Regions from separate parts of the Gossypium hirsutum genome. Here region 2 is linked to region 1. A link is a contact called in public Hi-C data. All regions are on one chromosome and are shown on one strand. The core of a region is the stretch at or near the end of the contact, and the rest is flanking DNA. Distances in the headings are between cores, read along the strand shown.

Evidence for each region. A called contact is a pair of places that touch in the nucleus more often than the background predicts.
Region 2: a Hi-C map of leaf shows a contact between it and region 1, with 2.3 times the contacts expected there. The contact joins the promoter of LOC107917600 here to the enhancer-like site in region 1. A contact is called at or near these places in 10 of 34 Hi-C or Micro-C datasets (anther, callus, fibers and 3 more).

The regions. Positions count from the first base shown.
Region 1 is chrD08:35,750,311-35,755,054 of Gossypium_hirsutum_v2.1, reverse strand. No RefSeq gene overlaps it. Among protein-coding and RNA genes, the nearest start is that of LOC121220530, 28 kb to the left of the region's middle. Within about 2 kb of position 1,949, at least 5 of the 9 cell types and tissues checked have an H3K27ac peak or open chromatin away from gene starts, as enhancers often do. A contact at or near this core is called in fibers, hypocotyl and leaf, where this site is marked.
Region 2 is chrD08:35,932,480-35,937,223 of Gossypium_hirsutum_v2.1, reverse strand. LOC107917600 (leucine-rich repeat receptor protein kinase EMS1-like) reads right to left here and starts at 2,839. Exons shown (of 1, transcript XM_016846924.2): 1 at 1-2,839. The coding sequence starts at 2,521.

The DNA.
Region 1 (4,744 bases), core at 700-3,199:
TTCGGAGTAGGGAGACACATCGAGGTTATGCACATCCTGTAGGAACCTAGGGCATGCGAAGCCAACATGTCCACACAAACTAGGAGTATCGTGGAGAATAGCTAATTAAAACACTAACTCATGCAGTGAAAACACTAACTTATTTGTTTAGTCATTAATTTTTTCTATAAAGTGAAAGTTATTGTTACTTCTTAGAGTAAGATATATATTACAATATGCAAGCCAAAGTTTTAATCCAAAATTGGGAAGCTTCTAAGCAATTCTTTGCTTTGTCGAAATATTGTACTTAAGAAATTGAAGGAAAAAAAAACTTAAATGAAAAAGTAGAAGAAATAATTGTAAATTTTAAACTCATAATATGAAATGTTATAAAGCAAACCAATTTAATAGATTTGTTTCGCATATTGTAAATAAATGTAAATTTGAGATGTAGAACAAATTATACATTTTGGGAAAATTAGAAATAACCTAATCATATATGTAGATCCAATGGAATACTAAGGAAAACACGTCATACAATGCGCGTTTTCACTGATGTGATAATCAGTGAAAACGCGCCCTACAAAGCGCGTTTTTTCTCCCTCTCCTGAAAACGCATCCTGTAAGATGTAATTTTCCTTTCTCTATTCAAAAACAAACATAAATCAATAAATTTTACATTTTTCAATCTACTTAAGTTTTTTTTCTTTTTCAATATATATGTAAAAATTAACTTATAATTTGCTTACCAAATAAAATGGATTTTTTAATAATTTCGTAATTGAGTTAAGACTCAAATTAGTAAAATGCTTAATAAATAAGTATATATATATATATTAATTTAACTCCCTTTCCTATTAAAATAACAAAATGAAAGAGAAAAAAAACAAAGTTTCTTTCCAGTTTCCGTTTCAAGCAGAGCTTTTGCACGATGAATGGTTAATCAAACCTTAGGAAAGAAGAGCACTAGCAGAAGCAATAAGAAAGAGACAACACAAAGCAAAGAAAACTTTTGGTTTAGGGTGAGGGTGAAGGTGAGGGAGTGAGGGTTTGGTGGTCTTTTCGGAACTGTTACTGGGATGGTCAGATGGGGGATAGGGAGACAGACATGAGAGTGTGGTGTGAGGGTGTGGGATTTACAATTTAGCCTAGGTAGCGTACTACCTTTTTAAAAAATATATTTTTAAACTATTTTTTTATTTTTTTTTTCGTTTTGGACTGAACTTTTGAGTTTTTGGCGTTTGAATCAATTGGGCGTTTTTCCCTAGGCTTGGGCCAACCTAAAGTAGCCCACTTTTTTAGAAACCGATCTGATAAGTTCTTCTATTGGTATTTTTATTTCATGGTTCAATCGCGATTTTTACGTTTAAATGGTCTTTTGCTACTATTCGGATTGGTCTACTGACCGGTTCCATGTCTAATTGATTGGTTCTCTGTCCAATTCCATTCAAATATTAATGACTAAACCTTCTAAAAATAGTTAAAATATATATATATATAAAATTAAAAAGTGCTTTTATTCTTCTTAAATGTCATATATCATTTTTCAAACAATATTTAATTTAATTATTATTTATTTTATTTTAAACATGCCAACATTTACTTAACTTCATTTTTGTAAAAATTAAAACCTTATAAAACATTAGAAAAGTTTAAAATGGACTAATATATATATTTCATTTTCTTCTGTTCAACAACGACCAGCTGGCTAAACTTCTTTTCTTTTATAAAGACAATAACTGAAAAAATAAGTGTAGGTTTGGCAATGGGATAGCTGAATGCGTGCACGTCTCGAAGAAATTAAAAAGCGTTTTTTGCCAACGTGAGCATTTCTTTTCTTCTTTGTTTTGTTTTTGTGTGTGTATGAAACGACTAGGCAAGAAACTGGGCAACAATGAGACGCAGAGATTGTTGTTATGTCTGCCTTGATGAACTGATGGATGGATCCATCAAAGCCTGTAGACAGATTGTTGAGTTTATCCGTTTCCTCTTAAATCATGCCTTTAATTTGTCGCTTTTGCCATATTGCGTCACTCAACCCGCTTCTTCCGTTTCTATTTGTAAATAAATCCATTTTGGTTCAAATAAAATTATTACGTAATGTTATTTCCAATATATAAATGATTATTTCATGCTACTATTAGATTGTCTATCTTGCTAATCATCATATTCCTAATACATTTTATAATAAATTAAAATATTTTATTTATTTATAGGAATTAGATTGTTTATTTTTTAAATTTTAATTATATGGCTATAAGATTATTTTTTTTAAATAGCATATCATCAAATTTAACAAAAAAAATTAATAATATTAATGATTAAATTTAAATTTTACAATCTAAAAATTAAAAAAAAATTAAAATATAAAAATTAAATTTCGATTTATAAAAAGTAGAGGTTTATAATATGGATGAAAGGAGGACATGATTTTCATAGCCTGCGAAATTCGAAAGATGTTCCGAATTTTGTTTTGTTTTTTTTTCCACATTTTGAAATTAAAAGAAAGATTTATTTTATTTTATTTTATTTATTATAGGGGAGGGGTTGGGATAAGAATTAATTTGGTGCAAAAAATAAATATTCAAAATGATATCTATTTTCTCATTTTGATACATATCTTTTTGTCTTAGCTTAAAACTTAAACTATTATCTGTTATCTAAATTGGACCTCAGTGTTGAAAAAATTAAGACTACCAACAGGCGTTATTAAAACTCGCTACCTCAGCCTTGTTATTTATTTTTTCAATACTATGCATATTATATTGACTAAAAATATCATATATAATATATAAAAGATTCAATAAAATTTAAGATAAAAATTTTAAAAATTAATATATAAATATAAATACAAATTTTAAAATAATATATAAATTTATTTAAATTTTAGAAAATTGAAAAAAAACTTAAATTTTTAAATGTATACTTTATAAAACTTGTGGTAAATTTTAATTTCTTTTTCAAAAGTTCTAAAAATTCAAAACAAAAAAAAATCAAAATTTCAAAAATCGAAAAACTTCACTTAAAAATATATAAAACCTAGAAATTGAAATTTTGAAAAGTTTATCATTAAAAATTGATTATAAAAAAATAAAAAATATATTGATTTAAAAATTAATAATTTTATTTTCAAAAAATTAATAATTTTAAAAAATTGCAAAAAAGTATATAGTTTTAAAAAATTTTATATTTAAAAAAATATTTAAAATTCAAAGTCAATAGTTGGTCAATGCTCGATCAACGGTCAGTCAACTCCCAATTAACAGTGGGCTAACAGTCGGTCAAAATCAAAGGCATTTTTTTAAAATATTTAATTTTTTTCCTATTTTTGAATTTAAATTTAATTTTTTTAATCTATACTATTAATAAAACCCGTGACTGAGTTGGTATCACAGGTTAACCGAGTTCCAACTCGGTTAGGAAATTACGAAATGTCCTCTCATAATTAAAATAAGTCATATCATTCAAGAGTATTTTTAGTATTTTAATTTTAACAAAACCAAGAAGAATATGAATATAGTGAAATTCGAACCCATCAAATTAGATTAATAAAATCTTAAATTTATCACTCAACAAAAAAATGATTTTAATATGCACGATTTATATCTCCACTAGTTGTATATTTATACTTAATATTAATAAAATTTGTGACTAAATTGGTATCATGGGTTAATCGGATGCCAACTCGGTTTAGAAATGACTACTAAACCCTTTTATTAAATGAATACCATTATTATCTTGATGACATTTTTGTCTTTTCATACTTTTATATAGTTTTTAAATAAAAGAACTAAAATTAACATGTTTAAGAATTGAACCCATGTTTAATAGATTTATGAACAATTTTTTTACTACACTAATACTTTAAAAAAAATTAACTTTTAACATAAAATATTTTCTCTCACCAAATTTATGTATATAGATAATATCATTGATTGCATTGATGTCACAAGTTAACTTGATATTTAATTTTTTTTAAAAAAGAATTTTAATATTAAATTTTCTTTTCCCTAACTTGATAACTTTTTAACGTGTTATAGAAAAACAAAAATATCATGACAAACAATTGGAGTGCATTTAATTTCTTAATATGATGTATTTATCTATTTCAATTTTCTTTTACTCACTAGTTAAACTATTATTTATTTTAGTTTGGTGCATATTGCATATGTGTTGTTATTATTATTAGTTTCAAGCCTTATAATTCATTATTTCTTGTATGTTATTTTTAAACACAAATATGTATTATGAATCTGTGGTTTCCACGTGTATACACATGCTATAAGATTTATAGTTTAATAAACATAATTCTATGTGACACATTCTGATTGGTACCACATGTCAACCAATTTTTTAACGTTGTTATAAAAAGGGATTGAACCGGTAACAAAATGATAGTTTAAATACTAAACTGTGACCAAAAAATTTAGATAGTAAAGTGATAAAACAAGTATAGTTTGAGAGCTGAATTGAGCATTAAACTTTTTATATTTTATTAACGAAAGTTCTTTTATGCTCCGATTAGGAATTTGGATTTAAAATTTTGAATTTTGATTTGGATTTACATTTCAATTATTATGTAAATTGTAAAAAAAGAAGTGGATAAACTAGTTGAGATTCAATACAACATATATTAGAAAAGTATAAAAACATTGATTTATCAAATCTAAAAATAATTTAAAATTTTTAAATCTATTACTGAACAAGCTTCTAATAAATTCGTATATCTAAAAAATAATTATAAATATTATATTTTTAAACGCTA
Region 2 (4,744 bases), core at 1,590-4,089, 180 kb before region 1:
GTCCGGATAATCTGTTTCCAGATACATCAAAATACTCTAGTTGCATCAAGTTACCAATTTCTGAAGGAATGGCACCAGTAAATTTATTTCCATGAAGATCCAAGTACATCAAATAAGACAAATTGCCCAAAGATTGAGGCAAGCTTCCAAAGAAAATGTTATTACTCAAATTCAAGTCTTCAATCTTCCAAGACACGGAATTTGAGAACAGGTTATGTATCTCACCAGAAAGCCTATTCTTCTGAACATAGAGCCCCACCAGGTTAAGCATCTGGGACAATGACGAAGGTAGCTCACCGGCAAGCTTATTATTGCTTAAATCCAAGTGAGTAAGCTCTTTCAAGTTCCCAAAACTCGCAGGAACTACACCAGATAACCTATTGCCAGTCAAATTTAACTTTACCAAACTACCCACACGACCTAAGCTTTCAGAGATGGTTCCTGTAAGCTGGTTATTCCCCAAATACAAGCCCTGAAGCTTGAGAGAGTCACCGAATTCAACAGGAATAGGACCTCTCAGCAAATTTCCAGACAAATCCAAAGTTGTAAGATTTGTCAAACGAGAAAGTGATCCTGGAATCCTGCCAGTAAGCATGTTGTTGTTGAGAAGAAGATCCACCACTACAGCACAGTTTCCCAATTCTTCAGGTATGGGACCAGTCAACCTATTGTGTGACAGATCGAATACTCCATGATGCTGCACAAAGCTCAAGTCGGGCAGATTAGCCTGATGGAAATATGAAGATGGTTTCCAAGGGATGGAACCGGATAGATTATTGTGAGAAAGAACCAGGCACTGCAGCTGATCAAGGTCCGCAAGTTCCATGGGAATTGATCCACTGAAATTGTTGTTTCCAAGATCCACCGTTGTCAATGCTTTGCAGTCTCCAATTTCAACAGGTATATTTCCTTCCAAGAAATTCGAATTCAAGTTTAGCACAGAAAGAGCTGTGAGATTGCCGATCTCCTTTGGTATACTTCCCTTCAAACGATTACCGCTAAGAACAAGAGTTTCCAATGTAACCGCATTTCCAATATCAACTGGCAGAGTCCCCTCTAGCATATTATTTCCAGCAGAAAACTCCATCAAACTATTTGAACTCCATAAACTCACAGGAATGGTACCAGTGAAATTGTTGGAGTCAAGGTCAATAACCATCAATGGAAGCTCTGAAAGATACTCTGGGATTGAACCATTAATGTGATTATTAAGCAAAACCAACTGAGCAAGATTTCTACAGTTCACAAACACATTCTCAATGGTACCCGAAAGGTTATTACCATCGAGATCAACCTCAAAGAGTGATTCTGCATTGCATAACTCTCTTGGTATCGAACCCGACAACTTGTTATTGCTCAAACTAAGGTGCTTAAGCCTTGAGCAATTCTCAATTTCAGGAGGGATGTTACCTGAAAAGTGGTTGTTTGAAAGTAGCAAAGACTCCACCTGGTTCCATTTCCCAAGCCAAGGGGGCAGTGGCCCAGAAAGCTGGTTCGTTTCAGCAGAAAAAGTCAGCATAGGCAAACTTGAAAGCTCCTCAGGCAAGGACCCGGACAGCGAATTGAAAGACAGCATCAACATCATCAAATTCCGGCAGTTCCCAAGCTCCGCTGGTATTGAACCATTGAGCTCGGTGTAGACGAGGTTCAATATAGTCAAATTCTGTAACTTTCCTATAGACTTTGGAATGGAACATTTCAATGGGTTATAAGAAAGGTCGAGCTTGGTGAGTGATTTTAGATTGGATAGTTGTTCAGGCAAAGGTCCTGTTATGGAACAAGAGGGTGAAAAAAAGTTCTCAAGGAGTGAAAGTTTACCAATTTCAGGTGGTATTTTCCCTGTAAATTGGTTGATTCCAATGTAAAGAGCGGTCAGGTTTTTTAGCTCACCAATTTCAGGCGGGATATTACCAGAGAAAGAATTGTTGGAAATATCCAGAGAGGTTAAAGACTGAAGGTTTTCAAAGAGTGTTGAAGGGAGAGAACCTGAAAGGAAATTGTTAGCCAGGTCCAAGAACTGTAGCTGAGTTAACTGTCCAAGCTTAGTCGGCACTGTGCCAGTGAGTGCATTGGTGGAAAGTTCTAGCGTACGAAGTGTATTCAGGCTGCCCAGCTCGGGAGGGATATTTCCGGTGAAAGAGTTAGACCCGAGTTTGAGGGTCTCGAGGAGAGTCAACTCGGCCAACTCAGTCGGAATTTGGCCAAAGAAGGAGTTAGAGGACAGATCTAGGAGGGTGAGGTTTAAGAGGGACGAAAGGGACGGAGAGAGAGAACCTGTCAAGGACCGAGATGGAAGAGAAAGCGAGGTGACTCGGCCGAGCCGACATGTGACACCATCCCACTTGCAGAAATGGATTTTTTGGTTCCATGATGATAGAAAATGAGGGTTTTGAAGCCCTCTTTTGAAGGAAACCAGAGCTCCCCTATCTGGGTTTCCGTCTGCTTGCTCTCTCGTTGCCCCTGATATCGGTAACAACAAATAGAGGAAACAGAGGAAGTGAAACAAAAGCTTAAACTCCATAGCCAAAATAAGAAACAGTAATATTTACAGGGGAGGATGGGAAAGAAGAGAAGAGATAAAAGATAAAAATGGAAGGATGATAATGGCCATAGGCAAGGGGAGTAAATTCTGAAGAAAGGTTTGGGTGAACTTTAAAGAAGAAGACACCATAGCCAACGTAGGTCACGTGACTGGAGCTTTTGTAACTGCAATCCTCAAATCTCAATCGTGTTTCCTTTAATATATATATATATATCTTTTTATTGGGAGAAAAATCCCACATGAGTTTTGATTGATCATATATTACAAGTACCGCTGAGGCTGAATCTTTGGTTTGGAATTATTATACGATAGGAACAAAAATCTTTTGATTTGTATATTAAAGAAAAGAGCTATAAAGGGCCCCTACTTCAGAGAATCCGGCTCTTGTCTATGTTCTTTAATCTTCGCTTTGATAAAATTAGCACACTATGGATGATTGTGGTTTAAGGCCTAAAAGCTGAGATACCCTTTTGTTTATTTCCTTGGGTTGTTAGAAGAAATACGTTTTATGTAAATAAAAGTGCCCCAACCCAAATTTGCTTCTTCAGTGCAGCTGCAGTTGCACTGTACAATTTTCTGCCGAATCTCTGATACTCAAAGATTTGGGGAAATTATTGAAAGATGGAAGAAATAGAAATTAAGTGAAAAAGGTGTAGTAAACGATGTGGTTGTTTGTAAGCGTGAAATGTGTGTCGTCGCCCTTCAACTTGAGATTTTCAGTAGTCAGAACGAATTGCTTTATAATGGAATCTCAATTATCAACCCCCCAAAAATGAAACAACAGAGTAAAAGAACTGGACTAAACTGAAGAGGTGAAGATTGCGGAGCATGGCATTGGGAACAAGAACTTGCAGAAACCAGTGCTTTAATTTCATTGGCAGACAAATTATTTTGGTCCATTAGCATGTATAAATAAAATGGTTAAATCGCTATTTAGGACTTAATCAAAAACAAAACAAAATCAACTTCACCTAAATAAAATTTTCTACAAATCCATCCTGGTTTTGTATTTTTGTGATGCAGGTCAGTTATCAGATGAAAATTTTGGACGCATTATTATGTGAGAGTGAGAGGGAGTGGTCCCTTAAACTTATGGACCCCTACATTTCCTTCAGACGAACGGTCCAAGATGCTAATATCAGTCAGGTGCATTATTCCAATTCACCTTATTGCCCCTTCACACTCTTAAATTCATGTTATAGAATAGGACCTCTTAGGTATCAATAAAATAATATTTGATTCTAAAATTTTAAAATTTAATATATATGTTTCAATAATGAATTAGTTTTAAAACTAAAGATTATTTTTGGTCGAAATTATAACTAATAATTGCCTTAATTTTATTTATATCTTTTTAAACAAATATTAGTAATTGCCTTAATTTTATTTATATCTTTTACAGGAATAAATGGTTTGGCATGTGCAAAAGGACAAGGCATACATAGAAAAAAGGAGTGTACCTTACAGGGCAGGTGTCTGTTTTGAGTTGTTTGTAAGGACATGAGAACCTGATGTAGGCTGAGTTGTCCCTTCGGTCCCACTTAGAGCAATACATGGACCGGCTGGTTCGCAATATGTGGCCACCCCGACAAACAATTTTTGTTTATAGGTAAGAGATAAAATAATTTTTAGAAATACTTTTATTTAAATTTAATTATAACATATTTTATAATAATACAATTATTATTCAATAATCCTCTCAATTAAAAATATTTTAAATAATTACTTAATATTTTTATTTTTATTTTTATATAATAACCCCGACAAACATATTTTATTGTTTTTAGGTTTATTATATAAAAAAACTTATAACATTATTCAATAATTAATTGAGCTCTCAATTAAAAATAATATTCAATTGAATTCTTAATCAAATATAAGCAATCAGTTAAGCCCTTCAAAAGTCAATTTTCATATAAACACCATTAACTTCGCCATGTGGTACGTAAGGTTGTGCTACATGGTAAAATCTAGCAATTTTCCTTAAAATTATTTAAAAAGCATAAAAAATTACAAAAAATTATAAATTTTTTATCCAAAATTATAAAAAATTAGAAATTTGAAAAACTAAAAAAAGAGAGACTAAATTGTCTAAATATGCCCTTTTTTGTTAATTGGCTATATAGGTATTTTTTTTGAAGATTTAGATAAATATGTTGATTTTGGAGAGAGTGTGTGAAAACGCACTCATCTAGACGCACT